Linked DNA regions of Mus musculus: region 2 is linked to region 1. The links are chromatin contacts, called in public Hi-C maps. All regions are on one chromosome and are shown on one strand. Each heading gives the region's core, a stretch centred on a gene start, on an enhancer-like site or on the middle of the called end of the contact. The rest is flanking DNA. Distances are from core to core; before and after follow the strand shown. Region 1 overlaps Rxfp1 (relaxin/insulin-like family peptide receptor 1). Region 2 has its middle 47 kb from the start of Rxfp1.

Evidence for each region. A called contact is a pair of places that touch in the nucleus more often than the background predicts.
Region 2: a contact with region 1 is called in a Hi-C map of uterus, with 2.9 times the contacts expected there. The contact joins two enhancer-like sites. A contact is called at or near these places in 1 of 39 promoter capture datasets (hippocampal neurons), 18 of 484 Hi-C or Micro-C datasets (the G1E-ER4 cell line, the HPC-7 cell line, the STO cell line and 9 more), 5 of 115 datasets of contacts at active chromatin or transcription factors (astrocytes, embryonic fibroblasts, forebrain and 2 more) and 3 of 9 other capture datasets (adipose tissue, liver and pancreatic islet).

The regions. Positions count from the first base shown.
Region 1 is chr3:79,668,363-79,673,821 of GRCm38.p6, forward strand. Rxfp1 (relaxin/insulin-like family peptide receptor 1) reads right to left here. Exons shown (of 18, transcript NM_212452.2): 6 at 2,485-2,556. Among named protein-coding and RNA genes, the nearest start is that of 4930579G24Rik, 42 kb to the left of the region's middle. Within about 2 kb of position 2,384, at least 3 of the 459 cell types and tissues checked have an H3K27ac peak or open chromatin away from gene starts, as enhancers often do. A contact at or near this core is called in uterus, where this site is marked.
Region 2 is chr3:79,782,265-79,787,723 of GRCm38.p6, forward strand. No RefSeq gene overlaps it. Among named protein-coding and RNA genes, the nearest start is that of Rxfp1, 47 kb to the left of the region's middle. Within about 2 kb of position 2,212, at least 22 of the 459 cell types and tissues checked have an H3K27ac peak or open chromatin away from gene starts, as enhancers often do. A contact at or near this core is called in uterus, where this site is marked.

The sequences.
Region 1 (5,459 bases), core at 1,134-3,633:
TCTTTCCTCATTATAACTTAATTATCATAAGGATTTTGTTATATCCCCGACAGAGGATTAACAAATGGGGTAGTTTTAACAAGTGTATCAGCCTATTTGTCGAAGGACATTGAATCCGGAGAGGCAGACAGGGTGTGGAAAGGTAATTAGGTGACATGAAAAACCCAGAGGGACGTGTACAACACGTGGTTACTCATTTGCAGAAGGCACCTGATCTGTAAAGATTGGGAACTGAGGACTACAGGGGGACGGAAGGGGAAAAAAGGAGGCGCAGTTAAGAAGCGTCTCGGATGAAGAAGACTGAATCTCACACTTTGAAACCACAGACTGTAAAGACGGTAGAAACAGATTTGTTGGGTAACGATCAAGAATGGGGTAGTGAGGAGGTGGAGCAAGACAGGTAGGATAAGATGCTAAATAAATAGGACCGCTGAGATGGCTCAGCAGGACAATCTGCTTGCTCCAAAACATAGTGACCTGAGTTGAATCCCCAGGACCCACATATTAGAGCGAGAAAACTGAGGTGACAAATTTGACTTCCATGCTTGCCATGTCCCACCAGTGCACCACCCCACCCCTCCCAGGCAAGAATGAAATACAACTAGAACAAAGAAAACCTAAGGCAAATGGGAAGAATGAGACGCAGGCAGGGAATCATTGGTTCACGCAAGCTTTAGATACACTTATTTGTAAGAGGCTGCTTGTAAGGATGTGGATGGATGCACGGAACTTTGAAAGTCTCTTAAAAAAAAAAGTGTTCCCTGGGCTGGAGAGATGGCTCAGTGATTGAGAGCATTTGCTGCTTGCTCTTCCAGAGGTCCTGGTTTCGATTCTCTGCATGCACATGGTAGTTCATGTGGATTCGGACTTCCACCTTGCCTTGAGAGTCTAGGGGATTTGATCCTGTTTTCTGACACTCTTGGGCACTCAGTGTACACGGGGCACAGACACACATGCAAGCAAACCATCCATGTACACAGAATTTAAAAGGAAAAAAGATGGCTTTCCTTTTCCACCACGATACTCAACTTCATACCCATTTGGATAGTTAGTATCAAAACAAACTATCTGTGATGGTTTGTATATCCTTGGACCATGGAGTGGCACCATCTGAAGGTGTGGCCTTGTTGGAATAGGTGTCACCTGGTTGGAATGGGTGTGTCACTGTGGGTGTGGGTATAAGATCCTCACCCTAGTTGCCTGGAAGTCAATCTTCCACTAGCAGCCTTTGGATGAAGACATAGAACTCTCAGCTCTGCCTGCTCCATGACAGCCTGGATACTGCCATGCTCCCACCTTGATGATAATGGACTGAACCTCTGAACCTGTAAGCCAGCCCCAATTAAATGTTGTTTTTTATAAGACTTGCCTTGGTCATGGTGTCTGTTCACAGCAGTAAAACCCTAACTCAGACACCATCCAAGCAAGGAAAGGATGAGAGTGAGAGAGAGGGTGATGGTAAGGCTGAGGGTGAGGGCGGCAGCTGGGGGTGGGGGTGGATCAAGGGTGATGGCAAGGCTGAGGGGGAGAGTAGGGGTGGGGGTTGGGGCCAGGGGGTGAGGGGGAGGGAGAGGGTGATGGTAACACTGAGGGGGTGGGGTCTGGGGGGGCGAGGGCAGGGGTGGGGCGGCGAAGGTGCCGGCAAGGGCAAGAACAACTAGAACTCTTCAGTGTTGTTGTGTGAGATTAAAATGGTGTGGAGGAAGGAGTGTAGAAGATAGTGCTATAAAGGAGTAATGGAGAAACTAGAACTCAGTGAGTGAAGGGGTGGAGATGGGAGGGTAGGAGGAGTAGGGGGGTGGGGATGGAGGTCAAGGTACAGGAGGGAGTGTGTGTGTGGGGGAGTAACTAACTCCAAAGGTCCTTTGGAAATCCATGTTACTGTAGAAACTTTCTAAAGTGTAGACATAAAAAGAGTTTGAATGGAGTCACCACACGGTGGAGGATAACGATGCCTTCAGGAGACATCATACACTACCATGTCCCCCGACCCTCGCTCCCCGTACCAGGAATGAGATATATTTTGGGGGGACTTTGGCCAGAGAGGTTCCATAGACAACAGCAAACACTAGAAGCTATTGGCAATGCTATTAGGTAGGTTCCACAATTGGACACTAACACCCTGTTGCTGCAGATACCACACCAGTGGCACAGAACATGGGGAAATCTAGTTGTCACTCAACTGGAAACTCTGCCTGCCCTGGGTGTTTTTAAAATCTATTCCCATAACAGCCGGGAGTCGCCACTATCACAGGAAAGTAGAGGGAGCCGGTGCCCAAGGCTACTCCCTGCCTAGTGACATCAAGGCTTAGCTGGAACACAGTGTGCCCCCAATCCCATGCTCCCAGCCCTCCTGCCACACTGTCTCTTCAGCACTACTTGCAGGTCCCCTGCCTCTCTCCTGACCAGGAGAACTGGTTTGGACTGGACTGGACTAGCCTGGAATGCTGATGGTGCAGGGAGCCGTTTAGCCACCAAACTTACAGTTTAGTGAGGCTGCGCAGTCCTCTGAAGGCAGAGACGCTCACGGAGTGAATCCTATTGTTTTGCAGGCACCTGTGACCAAGAGTAGTCAGAAAGAAAACAATACACTAGTGTCAGCTTCACAAGATAAAAGACCCTGGCACATGTAATCGGAGGTGATGGTGGCACACGCGTGTGCCAACAGCCTTGTCCCTGGCACCGCTGGTAAACCTCCTTAAATGCATTTTACTGGAATTAGAAATTGACCTGAGTGGAAAGGGAGAGACAGTGGGATAACTGGCCCAAACTGGCATTTTGCTGTTAAATTCTTGTGTGCTTGGGTCGGTGTTTATTTGCAAGTTGAAGCTATACATGGAAATAATATCAAGCTGCCCTCCGTGCCTGTTTCTCTGCTCAGGTTAGTGCAGCTGTCAGACCTCACCAGGGAGGAGGTTTCCTTGTGCAGTGGATTCTCAAAACTGATCCAAGTGCAGAGAACATGTGTCATGGAGCGTTCGGCTAACTGGGACGTCTCTGCCACAGCCCAGTCTAAGGCCCAGGGACCGTTGTGGAGGAGGAGGTACAAAGACTGTAAGAGCCGGGGCTGGCGAGATGGCTCAGTGGTTAAGAGCGTCGACTGCTCTTCCGAAGGTCCCGAGTTCAAATCTCAGCAACCACATGGTCGAGTTCAAATCTCAGCAACCACATGGTGGCTCACAACCATCTGTAATGAAATCTGATGCCCTCTTCTGGAGTGTCTTGAAGACAGAGTGTGCTCTGTACTTGACAGAACCACTGCTCATGAGCTCAGGGAAGCCAATGCTCTGAACAAAAGCAAGCCAGTCAATGTTTTAGCATTGGGGAGGAGAAGTGAGGGGGTCATGAACCCCTGCCCTTAGCTGGTAAGGTACTGGCAAGAGATGGTTCCCAATGGGAGGGAAGATCCAGTTTTCTTTACAAGTGTGGGCTCTGGTAGGTTAACTCTGCTCCAGTGGATGACCCCTCCCCCACCCCAAGTTTACGGGCAACACAAATTAGACTCAGTGGGTCATTAAAAAAAAACACAGAAAGAAGTCACATAGCTGGGAGAGATATGGAGGCAGGGGTGGATCTGTGGGATGAATATGATAAAAATATATTGCATGAAATTCTCAATTAGTAAAACAACTGCAAAACTTTGAAGTTGTAAAGCTACACCAATAGGAGCTAAAGTGGTTATTTAGAATTAATTTTCTAGACAAGAACTAATGCAGAGAAAAGCACGCACTGATCACATGGGCCTAAAATCCAGGCTTTTACATTTTCCTGTTACATATTCAGATTTATAAGTGCTCACATAGAAACAGACAAAAAAGTATTTGTGACATATGATACCACAAATCTTATCGCAAAGCAACCCCAAATCCTAGTAAATCGAATTGAGTCTGAGTAATCTGACACCGTAAACCTTGGTCTCAAAAGCCATTGAGACAACCCGTAAGGGGTTTAAACGGCCAGTGAACTAGACTGGAACGTCACACAGGCTTACAGAGTGACCTCGAGTCGCCCTGGACGTTTGGACTCCATACATGACTGCATATTAGAAGGAACAGGACCCAGGGCTAAGCTCTCCCGTTCCGTGCACCCGTGCGCAATGTTGCAGCCCTGTGGTTGCGAGGGACGATGAAGCAAAGATGGTGGGTCTGGAATCCACATTACTATCGTTCTGGAGACTGTCTCACATTTATATATGACTTGTTAGCAGTAAAAGAGAGAAAGCAATGTGAACGGACTTCAGTTAGTTTGATTCACAGGCATCCCCCTGATTCCACCAGAAAAACGCAGCTACGGAATTGATTCTTTCCCGTGACATGTGGTGGCCCGGTCACGTGAAAGGTAACACATCCTATTTCCTGATACACAGGGAGACTTGAAGATGGAGTGTTGTGTTTTCACCTGTAGTGAGCGTCTAGTAAGCAGCAGATTGCACTGTCTGTATATGGAGCCAAGGTGTGCCTCTAGAAACCGGGCAGAAGGTTTTGTCGTTAGGCTCTTTGGATTGTTGTTTGAAGTGATTTGCAAAAATTCAAAGGCTCATGCCTATAATTCGAGTACTTGGGATACGGAGGCAGGAGGACTTCTCTTAGTTCTAGGCCAGCTGGATCTTCACAGTGAGACTTGTTTCAAAACACAAGCAGGGGATGGAGAGATGGCTCAACAGTTGAGAGCATTAGCTGCTCTCCCAGAAAACCCAGGGTCCATTCCCAGCATCTACAATGTGGCTCACAACCATCTGTAATTCCAGTTCCAATGAATCCAAAGCCTTCTTCTGGCCTGCACAGGCACAAGGCTTGCACATGGTGCACAGATAGACATGCAGGTAAAGCACTCACAAACAAACAAACAAACAAACAAACACCAAAATGTTTTTGTGTATCTAAATGCTATAGAACTGATACCGATGCCATCTAAATATGTGGCCACCAGGGGGAGCTAGATATCAGGAAGAGTCTTTGGGCATCGGAGGATTCAGGGAGTTGCCCTGAAAAGCATTTTTTTTTAAGCTGAGAAATTCTGAAAAATAGATTGTCATTGGAGTTTTATTTTCGAACACGAAATAAATCTTTTAAAATATCTGGCACTTTAGAATAGTTTATTTTTATGAACTAATTTTTCATTTGGATTCCCTCTGGTTCCATCTATTTATTATTAAAAAAAAAAAACACCAAGTTTATTACACAGTTTAAACTATCAGAAAGACAGACAAATCTCTGACAACATAAGGCAGGACCTTGGCCTCTTGAGGATTATGCCTTTCTTTTTATTTTGCTATCAGAAGATAAAACTGAAGAATTATGTCTGTCATGAGCACATGATGTCAGAAACATGGACAGACATATTTGTGTCTTTTCACCCCGTCATAAATTACTGAATAACAACACATTTGTAAGATTTATTGTTTTTGTTGGCTGTAGTTTATAAAATAGTTCTGATAGCTCTTTACAGTAGTAGTTCTC
Region 2 (5,459 bases), core at 962-3,461, 110 kb after region 1:
AAACCACACCCGGATGTTATATGGTCAAGGCAGCTCGTGATACACTCTGTGACAGAGATACGAGGATCTATTTGCCCATATCTTTGTTTCTGGAGCGGAAGTTCATGATTGTGTGGGCATTGAACAAATGCAAAGACTTGAAGTCAATATTGATCCTCAACAGTCCTGGAGTCCATCTTAGGTTCTGTCCCGTGTACAGTTGAATGAAGGGATGTTGGAAGAAAGTCACAGGTGGGTATGGTAAAATTAGCTCCTGCGTGGTGGACACTTGTATGAAATTAGGTCAAAAGCCTATGTCTAGACTGCATTAGGTTTTTCTACAAAGGCTTTTTTTTTTTTTTTTTTTTTTTTTTTACTTAAAATATACTTAATATCACACACCCTTAGCTTTAGAAAGAAAAAAAAATGTGGATGAACAGATTTCTCAGTGTCTTCACACACAGGTACCCAAGATTCCCTTCTGAATCCCCAGGACCCAAAGAAAATGTCAGGCCACATGAATCTCCTCCTCCAACACTTCTTCTCTGGCTTTTGTGATAGCAAGGCCAGCGCCCGGCTGCTTCCCTTTGCTGTTGCTTTATATTTTCTGTTCTTGTTTGACAGTTTAACGCTTTTCTAAGCACACGTGTATAAGCCCACTTAAAACCAGTCTCAATGAGCTGTTGGAAATATGTCACTTATAAACTATCAATCAGCCAGGCGTGGCCATGCATGTCTTAAATCCCAGCACTCAACAGGTAGAAGCAAGCCAATTTCTGTACGTTCAAGGCCAACCTGGTCTACAGAGTGACTTTTAGGAGAGCCAGGGCTATATAGAGAGACTCTGTCGTAACAACGACAGCAATGACAACAACAACAACACCCAAAGAACTACAATCATGAAATATAGCTACATCCCAAGGCCCAGGTGACATTTATATTATATTTAATATGACAAGTGACATAAGCTTGTCTGATTGTCTTTTTTTTTTATTTTAGAAAATGTACTTTTTAGAAAAACGTATAGGGATATGGCATTTTAAAGTACATTTCCTTAAAAAGTAAAAATGTTAACAAATAGAAGACATTCTTTAAAATGTTGCTTTAACAAGAACAATGGACATAATATATCTATAGCTAAGAAGATAACGTCAATTTGTTAAATTAATATGTAGCTAAATAATGTAATATCATGTAGCCATGGAAAATGATACTGAATGAAATATATCTAGTGTGTGGAACTGTAACATGGTCTTTTGATTAAAACGATATGTGTATTGTAGCTCTGTTTTGATGCACAGAAAGTTCTGGAAATATACATCAAGGAGTTTCTGAGTATTTTTTTTTTTACTTTTTTTTTACTTTTACGTTTTATAATTTTTTTACATTTTAAAATCACAATAAAAACCAATTATTCAAATTAAACAATAATGAGTAGCTTAAGATTTTTTTTTTTTTGGTCCTGAGTGTTTTCAGAGGTGGGGGAGGGGAGAACAGTGGCTACAGCCAGCTCTTGCCAGTCTGCAGCGAGAGGAGTGAGGTAGGAGATCCAGGGTACACAACAGCTGGCGGAGGAGCACACAGCGCTTTCATCTTTGGCTCAAGAGTTCCCAGGCGCCCTTTATCTCCTCCTGGTTAGTGTCAGCAGAGAGATGACAAGGCTAGACACCACCTGCTCAGTGACCCTGCTTTGATTTAACCAGAGATGGAAATAAAGTGATTTTTATGGCAGTATCCACTGAAATTTATCATCAGTGTTTGATCTTCCTAAGAGTGTTGGGAAAGAACTATGACACAGGACGGTCATAAGACACTCTTTGATCCAGCTGTAGATTCAGAACGAGGACACTTAAAGTACCCTAAAGTATGTAGCTTGTGGCACAGACTTGGAATGGAGGGTGGGGTGGGGGGACCAGAACTGCCCTGTGTAAGCAGGTCCTTCAAGTCCAGCCCGCAGAGACTTCTGTGCCTTTTTGCTTGCTTCTGATTCTTTTAGAGCGCGGGCTTGTAAATTATCTGTCTGGAGTTGGCAGCAAAACCCGAAGCTTCTATTTCCAGAGAAGAGTCACTTTTAAAAAACAAGTCTGGTCATTTGTCATTTTCCAGAAATAGACAAGAGGTTCCAGAACCATTTGGGAACATTCTCAAAGTGCAGGTTGCCCCCAGTAAGACCGAGCTGGGCTTGGGGATGTGTCTGAGCCACACGGTGGCTGTAAAGTGCGGCAGCCCTGTGAGGGAAGGGCTGAAATGTGTTACAACCGAGGTGAATCTCTCCGCGTCAGTGCCCAAGGTGGCCGCTAAGTCACGTTCACGCAGCTTGTTGTTATTTCTCTGCTGTTGAAATGAGCCAGTTCAAGCCAGATTAGAAAATGCTAAATGCGGGTTTACTGGGAAGCTGCTGGGGGCGGGGTAGGGGCTGGTGAGTTCACTGGCTCCAAGGAAGGAGGCCAGGGAAGTTGCCAGGGTAAGAGAGAAAGATGGGAGAGGGGGAAGAAAAAGAAAGAGTGCAGAGAGAGAGGAGATGGGCAGGTGTGTGTGTTGGGGGGGGGGGTGGGGAGACAGAAAGGGAGAAGGGGGAGGAAGATGGGGAGGGCCACCAAAACTCTGGAGGAGAGGCTGGGGGAAGAACAACCCAATCACTGGGCTGGAAAGTTCAGGACTGGGGGTAGGGTATGCCAGGTAGGGACTGAAGGATGCTGGAAGAAACTGGAGGTCATATCTGCTTTGATATGTAAAAGATGCACCTTAGTGCCTGTCCCAGGTCCAAATCAAATACTTGGGGCAGTGTCTTGTTCTCCACTAGCTATGACGAATCCTGAGGAAAGGACTGTGTTGAGTTTTATTGTTTGCTTCTTTTAGTGCCAAGCTTTTCACTTGGGACATATGCCATGATCATTTGCTTATTGAGTTGACCATTATTATTATTATTATTATTATTATTATTATTATTATTATTATTATTACTCAAGGAAAGAATCATCCGTGTAAATTGAGTGTTTCTTACAATCTCCGCTCTAAACGGGATGGGTGTTGTCCTCAAATATATGCAGCAGAAATGCTTTATTTTTTTGAGGTCGGCTTAATGCAGGTCACATGATGGCTTAGTGTAGGTCACATGACTCAAGTTGTCTCAAGGAGACTTGAGGAAAGTGGGCAGAGGGAGCAGGGAGTTTTACATTTTAAAAGGGAGCTATATTCCGGGTGGCTCATGTCATTTGTTGGCTGTTGCCCTATGGAAGACCTGCTTCCTGGATCCTACACAGTTGTCTGGGGCACATGGGGTAGGGTGGGCTTGAGAGTGCGTGAAATGAAGACAGCAGAGAGAAGGAAGTCAGTGGGACTTTGATGACTTGGTTGGGTCGCTGCACCCAGCAGCCCTACAAAGGAAACTCTCTGGGGATTGATTTTTAAAAATGTTTTTGTGCTACTTTGATCGAACTCGGACCTTCAAACATACCAGCAAGTGCTTTGCCACTGAGCTATAACCCATCTCTTTTAGGTTTTAGAGTTTTAACAGCACTTGAGAAGCTATATATTCAGGAAGTTATATATGCCTTGAATTTGCTCTTCCAGTCTCAGCCTCTCAGTTACTTGGGGTTATAAGTGTATGCCACCATGCCGGGCTCCTGGTCGGGGAGGGGGCGATTCTTATGAGAAGTAATAGACTTTGCTTTTGTTTAAAACAAATTACAGAACATGCAGCTACAATGCATCCCGATTACTAAACGTCTACTGTAGGTTACAGGAAAACTGGAGGTTAGCTATGTTCTCTCTTAGGTTCCAAACGCAAAGGGCTTCTACCTCTAAGACCATGGGGTGCAAATGTAATGTGAAGCAAGATGGCCATCCTGCTAGCAGTTTCCAGCCTGATAGTTTCTCCATCCTGGGTTCTGGAGTGGAACGGAAAGACTGAGCCAAATCAAGAGGTAAAGTTTGACGGGCTCACGTGTTTGAGCACTCGGTCCCCAGCTGGTGACACTGTTTTGGAAGACTGTGAAGGCTGAGGAGGTGTGGCCTGGCTGGCCATTGAAGGCCCAACCCGGGTCTAGTTTTGCTCTCTCTGCTTCCTGCCTGCTATGACTCTTCTACAGACGGCAGGGGTGCGGGCTGGAAGGGTGGGGGGCATATCGGCCACCGAGCTTCCCTGAAGCAGAAACAAAAGGAGACAAAATAAATCTCTCTTAAGTCATTTCTGTCAGTTTTCTTTTCCCTCGTGATAAGAAAACTAGTTACCACTGTGAGTGAAGCATGCTAGGTGGAAGAAACCGAACTGAGAAGCACGTGGGGTAGACAACTGAGGCAATTCTCCATGATGCCTGGCCTGAGACAGAGCATTGTTCCAAGAGGAGCTAGGAGGGATGAGGGACTAGAAGGGCTAAGCCCTGGGAACTGAGCTAATGAAGATGAACAGTTATATGAAAAAGAGAGAGAGAGAGAGTGAGAGTGAGAGAGAGAGAGACAGAGACAGAGAGACAGAGACAGACAGAGACAGACAGAGACAGACAGAGACAGACACAGAGAGAAGAAGAAAGGAGGGAGGGGGAGGGAGGGAGAGACAGAGACAGACAGAGACAGAGAAAGAGAAGAAGAAGAAAGGAGGGAGGGGAGGGGAGGGGAGGGAAGGGAGGGAGGGAGAGAGGGGGGTGCAGGCTTGACTAGATCTCAGATTTATGGATCTTGAAACATAGATTACAAAATATGCTTATAAGATTCATCTTTTAATGTATTAATCTACACAACAAATATCTTTTGCTTAGTTATTATTAAAAGCTTCTTGAAGCCCTTCCAACATTTTGAGTAGTTCTTCTCATCAGTGGTTAAATTTAATCACCACTGGTGATTAAAATTTTAGAAAACTTAACAGTAAATCACAACCGTGATTCTAAATAGGACTTCTCAAAAAAGACATTCTAAGCCTGCTTTTTTTTGGCTCCTATTGAGCCTGAGTTCCAAAACCAAAGCTCTCCTATTGTACCATGCCTGGGAGGGGTGTCTTTAATTTTTTATAAAGGTTTATTTTGGCATGTCTGAGTCTTTTGCCTACATGCGTCTCTGCAGCATGTGCACTCGGGGCCTGTAGAGGCCAGAAGAGGGCGGCAGATCCTCAGGAACTGGGACAGACAGCTGGTTGTAAGCTGCTATCTGGGTGCTGGGAATAAAATCTAGGTTCTCCCAAGCAGCAAGTGCTCTCCACCACTGAGCCAACTCCCCAGCCTCTGCTGGGTGCGGGCTGGGATGGGAGTGCTTTAATTTTGATGTGATTGAGTCTTATCTGCTTCATGAGAAACCTAAGAACTGAAAATTGGCTAAACTTTTGTGCAGTAGATATGAGCAACACACACACACACACACACACACACACACACACACACACACACACACACTTTCACAAGACACTCAATCCAGCCTTAATGTGGCAGATATGTATAAATTTGTGAAACAATGTTTCACGTTCTCAGAAACAAAGGAACAGGGCTGGA